Regions from separate parts of the Mus musculus genome. Here region 2 is linked to region 1. A link is a contact called in public HiChIP or PLAC-seq data. All regions are on one chromosome and are shown on one strand. The core of a region is the stretch at or near the end of the contact, and the rest is flanking DNA. Distances in the headings are between cores, read along the strand shown. Region 1 overlaps Naa35 (N(alpha)-acetyltransferase 35, NatC auxiliary subunit). Region 2 overlaps Tut7 (terminal uridylyl transferase 7).

Region 1 (5,327 bases), core at 823-3,322:
AGTAAGCACTTTCAGCAGGCAAAAATGATCCTTGAAAATATCCCCAATCCAGACCGTGAGGTAAGTAAGAGTGGGTTCACTGTACGTCCTTGGGGAAAGCATACATCCTGCCACTGGGGGTGTCAGCTATAATGAGTCAACCAGACAGGCTGTCAAATTGCAAGAATTCCAGGTTAACCATTTTAAGTCTCTTCCCTCCACCATAGGGCTTCACTCTTTTGTCCAGGCTGGCCTCTCAGCTCCTGGTAATCCCCTTGCCCTCTGCCTCCCTAGTGTTAGGATTAGGTCATAATCTATAATACCCAGTTTCCATTATACATTTTAAATATGAAAAACTATCCAGTTACTATAGAACATTTTATACTTGACCATTTTGAAGTAAAAGGCTATTGCATTAAAAGACTGATCAACAAGAGCAAACTTTGAAAGCAAACATGGTTTAAGCATTTGATGGTTTGATTATGTGCATTATCCCCAGTGTAACTGAGATACATCTACTCTGTTAGTGAGGAGTTACTCTTGACATGTCTAAGTCACTGAGGGAACTCTTGATGCAACTCTCAGTGCCATGTGATTTAGCATTGTCTGTCAGAACCAAGCAGTGCTGGGCTCAGATGGAGTGTGCTTGCCTGTCACACACAGCACCGCAGATAAACACATGTGCACACACACAACGTAGAAGATGAACGAAGATGAATACTCAGCATAGCAGGTCTTCATTGCAAACAGCACAACTGTAATTTGGTCACCGACAAGGTCAAGGAGATTCAGATAGCAAGGGTTAAAACTGAATGGTACGCTGCCATTTCATTGAAGGTTGGCTGAAAAGACTGGGTATTATATGAACAAGTCACTTCCATTAAAAGAGGATTAATGATAGTACCTTAGGCTCTAAGGGGATGTTGAATGCCTTGGAGAAGAGAGTAGGAAAGAGATAAAAAAATCATATTCTAGTGGGGCGTGATCGCAGAGGCAGAAGGATCTCTCTGAGTTCAGGGCCAACCAGGGCTACATAGTAAGACACTGTCTCAAAAAGAAAAAAAATATATCTTCTGGCTAATAAAAATGGTAGTTACAGAAATTTGAAGGAGGTTCAATAACAGAAGACATTTCCTTCATTTATTCAAAGTCTTTCCAAGCACCTATTATAGCAGAAATAGCTGGTATGGGCTCAGGGCAGGTCGGTAGGAGTCATATTATGTATTGTACAGAGTGTAGAACTCCAACCATTTTAAATAACCCATTTTAGTAAATTCTAGAAGGTGAAGTAGGTCACATAGGCATTCAGGGATGGACCAGGACCCACATGCAGGACAGACCTATCTGTCCCTGGAGTATTTGGACAGCCCCAGGGACTTGGGACTCATGTGGCTGGAGTGGGTAGTGAGGGAGGAGCTGTTGGAGTGTGAGCAGTGGACAGACAGCTCTGACTTGTGACAAAGGACCATTCTGTGCTGCTAAAACTGACCCGTGCAGCAAAGGTGGGAGGAAGCCGGAGCAGTGGTCCAGTGAGCGGTGCAGTGGGTAATCAGCCCTGATGTGGGATGCGGAAGGAGACAGGATGACGTGAAGGGTTTTAGCCTGAGCAGCTGAGTTAATTGATCTATAGGGTCACAGTGTGGCTTCTGACATGTCAAATTATCATCATCATTATTTTTATATTTTGAGATAAGGTCTCATCCTGTAGCTTAGACTGGCCTGGAACTACTACCAGGCTGCCCTCACCCATGGCAGGCAGGTCCCTTGCTCAGCGTCTCAGGTCTGAACTTCTGTCTCCCTTTCCTGTTAGATGTTCAGGTTGCTATCCATCTCCCGTCCATCCTGCCCTTGTTTATCTCCACAGTGGTCAGGAATGCAGCAGTGGGAGCTTCAAGGTTACCTAAGGGAAACCTTGGCTTTCCTATGATCGATCCTGTGTTCAGTGTTTAGAGTAGTAATTGTCAGAGAGGACAGGACAGCCCGTCCGTCAGGAGTGTTTCTAAGCTTCACACACAGCCATGCTCTCCTAAGGGGTGTGCATGGAGAAGTGCAGAGCTGGGCTGTTTCCTGTCTGTGGACCCACGACTGTTTGTGCAGCACAAGGCTGAGTACACTGACTCAGTCCTCAAAGCAGTTTTTATGGGGTGAGAGAAGTTGTCTAAGGACTGATATGAGCAGCTCACTGAAGAGAGCTTTGCTCTCGGGTGAAGCCACTACATGGCTCCCTGAACACCCCTGTGCTTGGCTGCAGTCCGGCAGTGGCAGAGGCACTCCTCTGTGCAGACTTAGCTTCCTGCTGTGATGCTCGTGTTCTTCTTGTTTCAGGTCAGTAGAATCCTGAAGGTTGCCAAGCCCAACTTTGTGGTTATGAAGCTCTTAGCAGGAGGACACAAAAAAGAGTCAAAGGTGAGTGTGTTGTAGGGAAGGGAGTGCAGAGCTCCTGTGTACTGTCACAACAAAGGATACCTACCCTCTGTTCCTCCTAGAAGAGGCTCAGCCACCACTTTTCCTCCAGACGGTTAGAGACTTAAAATCTCAACTTTCTTTTTTCCCACTCCCATATAATCACTGACTGCCTTAGGACAGTTGAGGAAGCATGGAGCAGAGTCAAGAGCTCAGAAATGGGGCCTGGGAAGAGAGTCGGTGGTCAGGGTGACTGCCTCCCGGGCTGACCTGATCAGGCGTGAGAACTGGAGCCTGCCCAGCAGGACAGACCCTACACCCACATACAAATTAGATGGAATAAAGAATTTTAAAAGAAGTCCTGTAAAGCAGATTTGGGGAGAGAAGGTACTTAAATGTCACCTGCTTTAGGGAGGCAGTGGCTTCAGTAGTGTCTTAGTTAGGGTCTATTGCTGTAGAGACACCATGACCACAGCAACTCTTCTAAAGGGAAAGTTTGGGGTAGCTTACAGTTGCTGTTGTGACAGGAAACATGGCAGTGTGTAGGCAGAGATGGTGCTGGAGCTGAGCGTTCTACATTTGGATCTGAGGCAGCAAGGAGAGACTGTCACACTGGCCAGACTTGAGCCCACCTCCACACTGACACACTTCCTCCAACAAGGCCACCCCTCCTAACAGTGCCGCTCCCTATGGCCAAGCATTCACACACATGAAACTATGGGACCAGTCCTAGTCAGACCAGCACAGGTAGTCACATGTGGTAGAGCCATGTGTCCACATGTGCATGCATAGAAGCAGGGCCATTTCGCTCAGGGTATTGGGCGTGTCCTCAGGATGGGTACTTTTTCACTCAGTCGTGACTGGTGTGTAAAACAGGGCTCCCTGGACCTGGCACTCCCCAGTTCAGCTAAATTGGTTGCCCAGCAAGCCCCGAAGACCTGCCTGTCTCCACCTTCCCAGCACCAGAGTTCTGGGCATGTGCTGTCGTGCTCAGCTTTTACCATGGGTGCTGGGAATCAGACCTCGGGCTCGCATGCTTGTGCTGCTTGCACTGCAAATCCTGTACCAGCTCAGCCATTTCCCCGGCCCCAAGACTTAAACGCTGATAAGATGTGGCGTTGATATGGAAGATCTGACTTGTTACCCTAAAGCTGAACTGTGTTGCTGTCCTGATCTGGTTGAGCACTTTGTCTGAAGTCCATTTTCCTTGAACGTTCTCTGAACAAACAGCTGGCTAGGTATTTTCTGATGATCTGACAGGAGAGCCTCCTTCCTCGTTTCTGTCCTCTGACTGCTGCTGTTATACCAGTGTCTGTTGCACTGTCCTATTTCTGAAACACAGGAACTCTAACCATGCACATGGAGCCACTGACTTTCTGGCTTTCTTTTTAGGTTCCTCCCGAATTCGACTTCTCTGTTCACAAATATTTTCCTGTTGTGAAACTGGTTTGAAAGAGACTGCAAAGATGACCGTGTCCACTCTAGGGAAGACATCAGTCTGCCACACATGGTGACAGAAAGTGGATCTCTTGAATGACAGACAGCTTGCTACAAGGAAGACTTTTCAGTTTACCACCCTTACCTAGAGAGGATGAGAACTGCTGTTTTAAAGTGGTTTATTGTACTCCATGGGGTAACTGGGCTGGAATGCATTGGTGAACGCTACATGGTTTGATTACAGACTTAATTGTAAACATTTTTTTAATGAATGATTGAGTGAAATAGTGTTTGTAAAGGTTAATAAATTTCTTGACAAAAAAAAAAAAAAAAAAAGCTGCCCTGTGGAGAACTAGAGCGCCACCTTCCGAACAGGCAGTGCCAGCGTTACCCAGAGTCTGCAGGTGTAAGCCTCTACTCCCAAGCTCTGAGGCTTGCAGGGTCAGGCTTCAGTTACCCTCAGCTATGTACTATGTTTGAGGCCCACCTTGGCTACACGAGATTGTGTCTTAAACACCAAACAACCCTAAAACTTGAAGTTTCAAAACACAAGATTTATTAAGGATTTAAGATTCTGGTCAAATTACAAATTGATTTTGAGGTAAGAGGATCGCTAAAGTACATGAGGATTGTGACTGTGTTGTGACACAGATTTCTAAGGGTCTTTAGTCATGCAGTTGAAGGAAAACCACATCACACTGCAGTGTCTGCTGCTGGTATCAGGTAGGAGTTTGTAGGCCGCTGAGTTTCAGGTCTTGTTGGAAAGTGGTGCATCCCTTTGTTCCAGCTGAAGTCCCAAGTGCCCTGAGGTGTAGGTTTTGTTCTTGGCCACCAGCAAGAGACCCCATCCTTGATTTGCTGCTCATTCCTCTGCTGGTCTTGTCACTGGTGTGCTGTGACAACTGTCTAAGCCCGTGGGGTTTCCCATTTGTACTCTGAAGGGGCAGTGCTTTTAGCAGAGTGAGCCACCCTGAAATTCAATCTGGCTTTGTGGTTTGGCCTGACTATTGCTAGTTCATTTGGCTTACAGCAAAAATGACTCTAAGATTTCAGTGGCCTAACTCTAATGTGACAGTGTTCGTTGGTGCTGAGGATGCGACCCAGGGACTCACACATACTGGCTAGGTAGAAGTTCTCACGGAGCTATGCCAGCCCAACCCTGTGGCACCTTCCATTTCCTAGAAACACTGAAGCATGCCTGACTGGACTTGATCAAGATGCTAGCGAAGACAGGATGTTGGTTACTTCCTGGTCAGTACGGAGGTGGTATGGCTCAGCTGTCATGCATGGCTATTGGTACCCTGGAATCTTAGAACCCAAAGGGTAGAATGTGGCCCTTACCTATTGTACTTGTTAAAAAGGAAATCAGCACAGCCTGTCAGCAATATCTACACTTTAAACCCAAACCAGATTAAGGTAGAAAACAAGCACTAGAAATACAAAGTCCCCTTGAGTTTGGGACCTAGGAGCAGAAAAGGTGTAAGAACAGTCCATCTGAGGCTCTGGCA
Region 2 (5,327 bases), core at 738-3,237, 170 kb after region 1:
AGCAATGCTTCCTACGTACTTTAGAAGATTGGTTTTTACCTTTGTGTGTGGCTCAATACACAAGTGCACACACTCAGAGGTCAGAGTGTCTGCAAGCCACTTCTCCTGCTCCTGTAAGTGTGCATGACTTAACTGCAGTCCCCAGTGAATTCACCTCTTATGGCCTGGGTGATCCCACACTGCCATCTTCCTATTGGTAATTAGGTAAGCTGTGAAGTTAATATGCCTGGAATACGTATGTTACCTTTCTTTTCCTAAAGAGGAAAAAAAAAATTATTTACCTGGAAAATCCTGTTTTATGAAACTTTCTAGATTTTGCCGGATATGTTCACGAGCCTGATCTTCTACAATAGTTGGAGAAAAATCCTCTGTTTAAAAACAGATAGGTATAATGAGTAGGGGAGTGGCTTTAAAAGTTGACATTTCTCAAAAAAGCTAAAAACAAAATATAGTTTTTAGAAAAAGAAAACTTACAAGCTTCAAAAACCAGATTTTTATCCTTCTCAACAGACAGTGCTAGCAATAAAAACAAATAGCACCTGTCCCAATCCTGTGGAACACAGGTGTAATCCCAGCACTGGGAGGCAGAGGAGGGCATCACTGTGAGGTCCAAGCCAGCCAGGGACACACAGAACACCCTGCCTCAAATGAGTCTAACCCCAAGAACTGCTCTTGAAATGGAAACCAACTGGGGCAAGGGCTCTAGCCCTGGCTGTCAGGATCCTCTAGAAAGGGAGCAGAGGTGTCTGTGGGTTATTCTGTTTTTAATGGGAAGCCCAGTTTTCTTCCTTAACATCTGAAAAAGCTTAATAAAACGAAAAATGTCAATAGTAGCTAAACACAGTAGTATATGTCCTGAATATTTGGGAGGCTGAGGCAGAGGCAGGTTGTTTGGACCCAAAAATTCAGTAACAGAGGGAGACCCTAGTAGGAAGAGAGGGTAGGAGGGATTAGGTTGGACATGATGGTGCCTGCCTGTAATCCCAGGATCCAGGAGGCAATTTTGATGGCAGCTTCAGGGAGGGAGCCTCCTGGGGGGCAGGGAGCTTAAGTACCAGTCAGGGAGGGGCCCTGAGCACATCCAGGCTAAGCAGCAGCAGGCCTCTTCAGAAATAGAAATGAAACTTCTCTGAGCACCAGTGCTTCCTCAAATGGATGTTCCCTAAAGAGCTTGCATGCGGGCTGTTCAAAGTATTCTTTCCCTCCAGGTAGAGACACCATCACAGAAAAGGGAGCATCCCTATGGCCTGAGAGCCTGGGGCCAAGGGGTATTAGGCACAAGAGGACTGCTGCTCTCATGCACTCACACAGCAGCTGAAGCTGCCTGCAAGACCAAGCCTGTCACTATTCTAGCATGGGGGATGGGGTGGGGAGCTGACAGTGGATGGCCCCCACATCCATGAGTCTACCTGCAGCAAGGCCTGGATTCAGTCGGTTAGGGTGAGGAGAGGGAGTGGCTGTAGGAGGAGCTGGGGGAGGGGTGGTAGGTGCCTATGCTCACAACACACTGTCTGCAATCCTCAGAGTACTAACTGTGAGGCTGGCAGCACCTCTGATGACTCCTGAGTGTCACCCACTGTGGCGCATCAGGTGAACACAGAACACTTACTGTAACACTGGACGCAGACTTGATCTAAGATGTTTGAGAACTTGGGTGTCAGGGGTGGCAACGGCTCCAGCTGGACCCTCTTGAAGTCCTCAGGACAGTCCTTCTTTAGGTGACCTTCTCGCTTACACAAGCTGCACACTACTGTGGGGGACTGCAGGGAGATGGTGAACCAAAACATGAGTGACTGTGAATCTTTGCACATCTACACATCTACACATATAGGCTAAAACAAAGCTACTCTGAGGGCCTGAGATGGGACATGCTACTCTGGGGACGGCAATGGGAAGCGAACTGTCTGTCGTCTATGAACATCCCCATCAGGAGGGACAGGAATCACAGCGCACGAACAGAAATGGGTTAAACCACACCAAACGGGAAGCTACTGGTCCAGTTCATAGAAACTGAAATCAGGGCTGACAAGTAGCTCAGTTGGTAAATGGCACTTGGTGCCAAGCCTGGAGACCTCAGTTCAATTCCTGGGACCCACAGAAAGAAAAGAAAGAAAAAGAGAAAACTGACTTCCTCAAGTTGGCCTCAGACTTCATATCCATGCAATAGCACACTGCCAATTGCTCACAGGTGACAGAGAGAAAACTAGAAACACTATCCACTGGAGTTATTAGAGTCTATTAGTAACAATTACCTTGCCTTTGGTGAAGGTCAGTTTTCTAAATTCGTAGAAGAACTCAGACTGGTCCCCAGGTAAATCTTCCTCAGGAAAGCTTTCTTCTTTAAGTGTTATTCTATTTAGGTCTATGAGCAGAGTCCCACCCACGTTTTCTCCACATTCTCCTGTATCTTCACCCTTAGCAGGCTCTGCCAAGTCATCTTCTTCAGAGAGGGCATCCTCCTCACCTGACCCAGCATACCTGCTGTCCACCTGATGCTCATTAGCAACCCCCTCCTCATCTTCTGTAAGGTTAATGCTGAGCCTGGGCTCCTCTTCCTCCTCTTCTTCCTCCTCCTCCTCCTCATCATCAAAGTGCATGGCTGCAGATGTGCGACTCTGTACTGAAGGGGAAAAGCAACTCAGAGCTGCTGCTTCTTCTAGTTCCTCAGCGCCTTCTATCCTCTCTTCATTGACCTCAGCCTTGTTGTCCAAAGAGGCACAGCTATTACACTCTTCAGCTACTAACTCCAGAGTGTTGTCTGCCTGCAGACCACACAGGCTGCCACAGTTCTGCAGTTCTGGGTGCTTGCTGCTGCTTAAACCTTGGTCATCAGTGCTCAAAGGATGCTTGGTCTTCCTTCTGACTTCCTCGTTGTCACTTCCTGTTTCCGGAAGCTCTGCTGTGGCATCCTCCAAACCCTCACAACTGACCTCTGCCTGGACACAGCCAGAGCTCTCCTGGTGGGCTGGGATGTGCACACCTCCTGTCTTCTCCTTTGCTGGGCTTCCCACCTCCTCAGTGGTATTCTTAAGAGTAACTAGCTGTGCTCTGCAGTCACCTGAGGTTTGAACACCAGGATCTTGAGCCACAGCTGCATTTCCCAGTTTATCAATATTTGTTGCTTGGGGTTCTGGGCCACCATTTTTTGCTTCTCTGTAAGGGTCTGAAACACAGGTGACTGGGCTAGGAGGCTTTGTGAGGTTGGGTTTTGTAACTTTGTGTGGAAGAGCGAAATATTTATATGTTGTCCTCAAACAATGGAGTATATACTCAAACACAGGCTGGTTATTCAGGGTCCTTGCCACATTTCTTTTAACAGAATAGGGGTCTGCAACAAAAAGAGAGAGAGAAAAAAGAAAGCCACCACTTCATACATTTCTGTTTCATCATGCTTAAAACTAGATTTTCCAAGATAAAGCAGGTAACACCAACAGTAGAGTGGATCATGCATCTTACATGCTTTAAACACTTTACAAAAACAACCCAGGTAGGAGTGGGGCAGCAGTTAGGAGCTGAAAGCAACGCTTCGGAGTCTCAGGGAACTGATGCCCCTTCCCTAGCTGCTCAGTGACTGGAGGTAGGAAAGATGTTGTCAGTGTGGCTCCTGAGCTGTGGGGAACTCAGGAGCTTCTGACAGACAGGCTTGCGGCTGAGCAAGTGAGCGCTCTGGACCTCGCTCCGCCAGCCCTGCAGTGTGGCAAGCTTACCTCCACTCTTCCGCCCTGGGAGGCCCCATCACTGAAGTGGCTGGCCTGAGTTTCAGGGGCGAGAGGGAGGCACCAGGAGGAGACACCACTTCTCTCAATCTTTTCTCCTCCCCTAGAACTCCAGCAGGTTAGGCAATTGGCCAGAAGAGCTGAGCCAGAGAAACTGCAGGGGAGGGTTTAAAAATGTGAGATTTCCCCATGACTGCACACAGAATTTATGCAAAAAGAAAAAAAAATCTTATGCAACATAAAACTTGAAAAAAAAAAAAACCAAGCAAAACTGAGATTTCCATGTAGGAGTTTTGCTGTTGTTCTTAAGTTAAAGGAGGAGAGCTAAGATTTCTAGAAGGTTCCAACCTCCTGACTTTGCAAAGCTGAGAGGAGCTCGTCCATTCAATGACACTAACAGGGCCACCAGTACCTGACAGCTGACTCTGCAAAGTGACAGCTTTCACTACAAAGTGTTTTCTATGCAGAAATGACTGCTTTCTGCTTTGAAAATAGCTCTGTTTCCTCTACTGCAGTCAACCAACCCTAAGAACAGCATTTTTCACATGAAAAAGTATTTCATTCATCTTTGCAAAACTAAAGCTCAAAAGGGATTCCTGAGACGATAGAATCTCAAACACAAGAGTGGGGATGGTAGGAAGAGGGAGTAAGAACCCACAGGTCACAGGGAAGCTGGGAGAGCAACTTACAAAGCAGGGACTCGGGTGCCTGTAGCCAGTCACTTGGTAACTAAGACCCTTTACCTTGGGGTAAGTAAGCCCGCTGTCCCTCACCCCAGTGCACCGCATGCAAGAGGCACCAGTGTCTATTTTACCTTCAGACCAGGCCTACCTCTGCTAGGAACTGGAAGAGAATGTGACAGAAGTGGGCTGTTAGACTGGCACCACGTCAAAGTTATCCAACATTATTACCTTCAATTGCGATACGCTTTTTGGGCCAGTCCTTTGATTCCCGTGATATTAATTCTTTGACACGAATACTGATCACTAAATCAGCCAGATTAAACTCTAAAGCATAGAACCGCAGCAATTCCACCCAGAGTTGCCCGACTGGCACTGAAGGCTGATGCTTTATATTAAATGTCAATGGCACCTATGGATGACAAGGAATACAGAGGTTAACCCATACAGCAGCTCAGCCTGACAAGTGCAAGATCAGTCAAACCTATATGAAAAATATGAAGACTCTGGAAAACCGTGAGCTTGACAATCCATCTAGATAATCTAATTGTAAGTTCTATTTGGTCAGGGGTGAACAGCACTGCACTGCACCCTGGGATTCGAGCATGCTAACATTCAGCCATTATCCCAGGAATTTCACCACAGGAGAGGACAGGACCGTGTCATGTAGCCGGACAGCACAGCTAACTGTGAGGTCTCAGCAGGTGGAGAGGCCCCTGAGAAGGCTGAAGCATTGCTGCTGCTGAAGGCACCTCCTCAGGTGTGGATATCCACAGCCCAGTACTGCTAAGGCAGGGAGGAGAAGGAAACTCACTGTCACTGCCCCAACACACTAAACCTGCCAAGCGCCACTTAATTCTAAAGTCAAATAATAGCTGATATCAGAAATTGACACTAGTTTGTCAATCACAGACGTTTGACAAGTTCCAAT

What was found. HiChIP or PLAC-seq counts read pairs in DNA pulled down with a chosen protein or histone mark.
Region 2: a contact with region 1 is called in an H3K27ac HiChIP or PLAC-seq map of microglia, with 3 times the contacts expected there. The contact joins two enhancer-like sites. A contact is called at or near these places in 1 of 39 promoter capture datasets (embryonic stem cells), 21 of 484 Hi-C or Micro-C datasets (3T3-L1-derived adipocytes, the AML12 cell line, CD4 T cells and 7 more), 3 of 115 datasets of contacts at active chromatin or transcription factors (embryonic stem cells and microglia) and 4 of 9 other capture datasets (adipose tissue, embryonic stem cells, liver and 1 more).

The regions. Positions count from the first base shown.
Region 1 is chr13:59,630,644-59,635,970 of GRCm38.p6, forward strand. It overlaps Naa35 (N(alpha)-acetyltransferase 35, NatC auxiliary subunit), which reads left to right. Exons shown (of 23, transcript NM_030153.2): 21 at 1-60; 22 at 2,305-2,385; 23 at 3,775-4,155. The coding sequence ends at 3,834. It overlaps Golm1 (golgi membrane protein 1), which reads right to left. Exons shown (of 10, transcript NM_001035122.2): 10 at 4,353-5,327. Among named protein-coding and RNA genes, the nearest start is that of Golm1, 42 kb to the right of the region's middle. Within about 2 kb of position 2,073, at least 10 of the 459 cell types and tissues checked have an H3K27ac peak or open chromatin away from gene starts, as enhancers often do. A contact at or near this core is called in microglia, where this site is marked.
Region 2 is chr13:59,797,389-59,802,715 of GRCm38.p6, forward strand. It overlaps Tut7 (terminal uridylyl transferase 7), which reads right to left. Exons shown (of 27, transcript NM_001373962.1): 12 at 4,628-4,808; 13 at 2,253-3,328; 14 at 1,610-1,760; 15 at 282-368. Among named protein-coding and RNA genes, the nearest start is that of Tut7, 23 kb to the right of the region's middle. Within about 2 kb of position 1,988, at least 10 of the 459 cell types and tissues checked have an H3K27ac peak or open chromatin away from gene starts, as enhancers often do. A contact at or near this core is called in microglia, where this site is marked.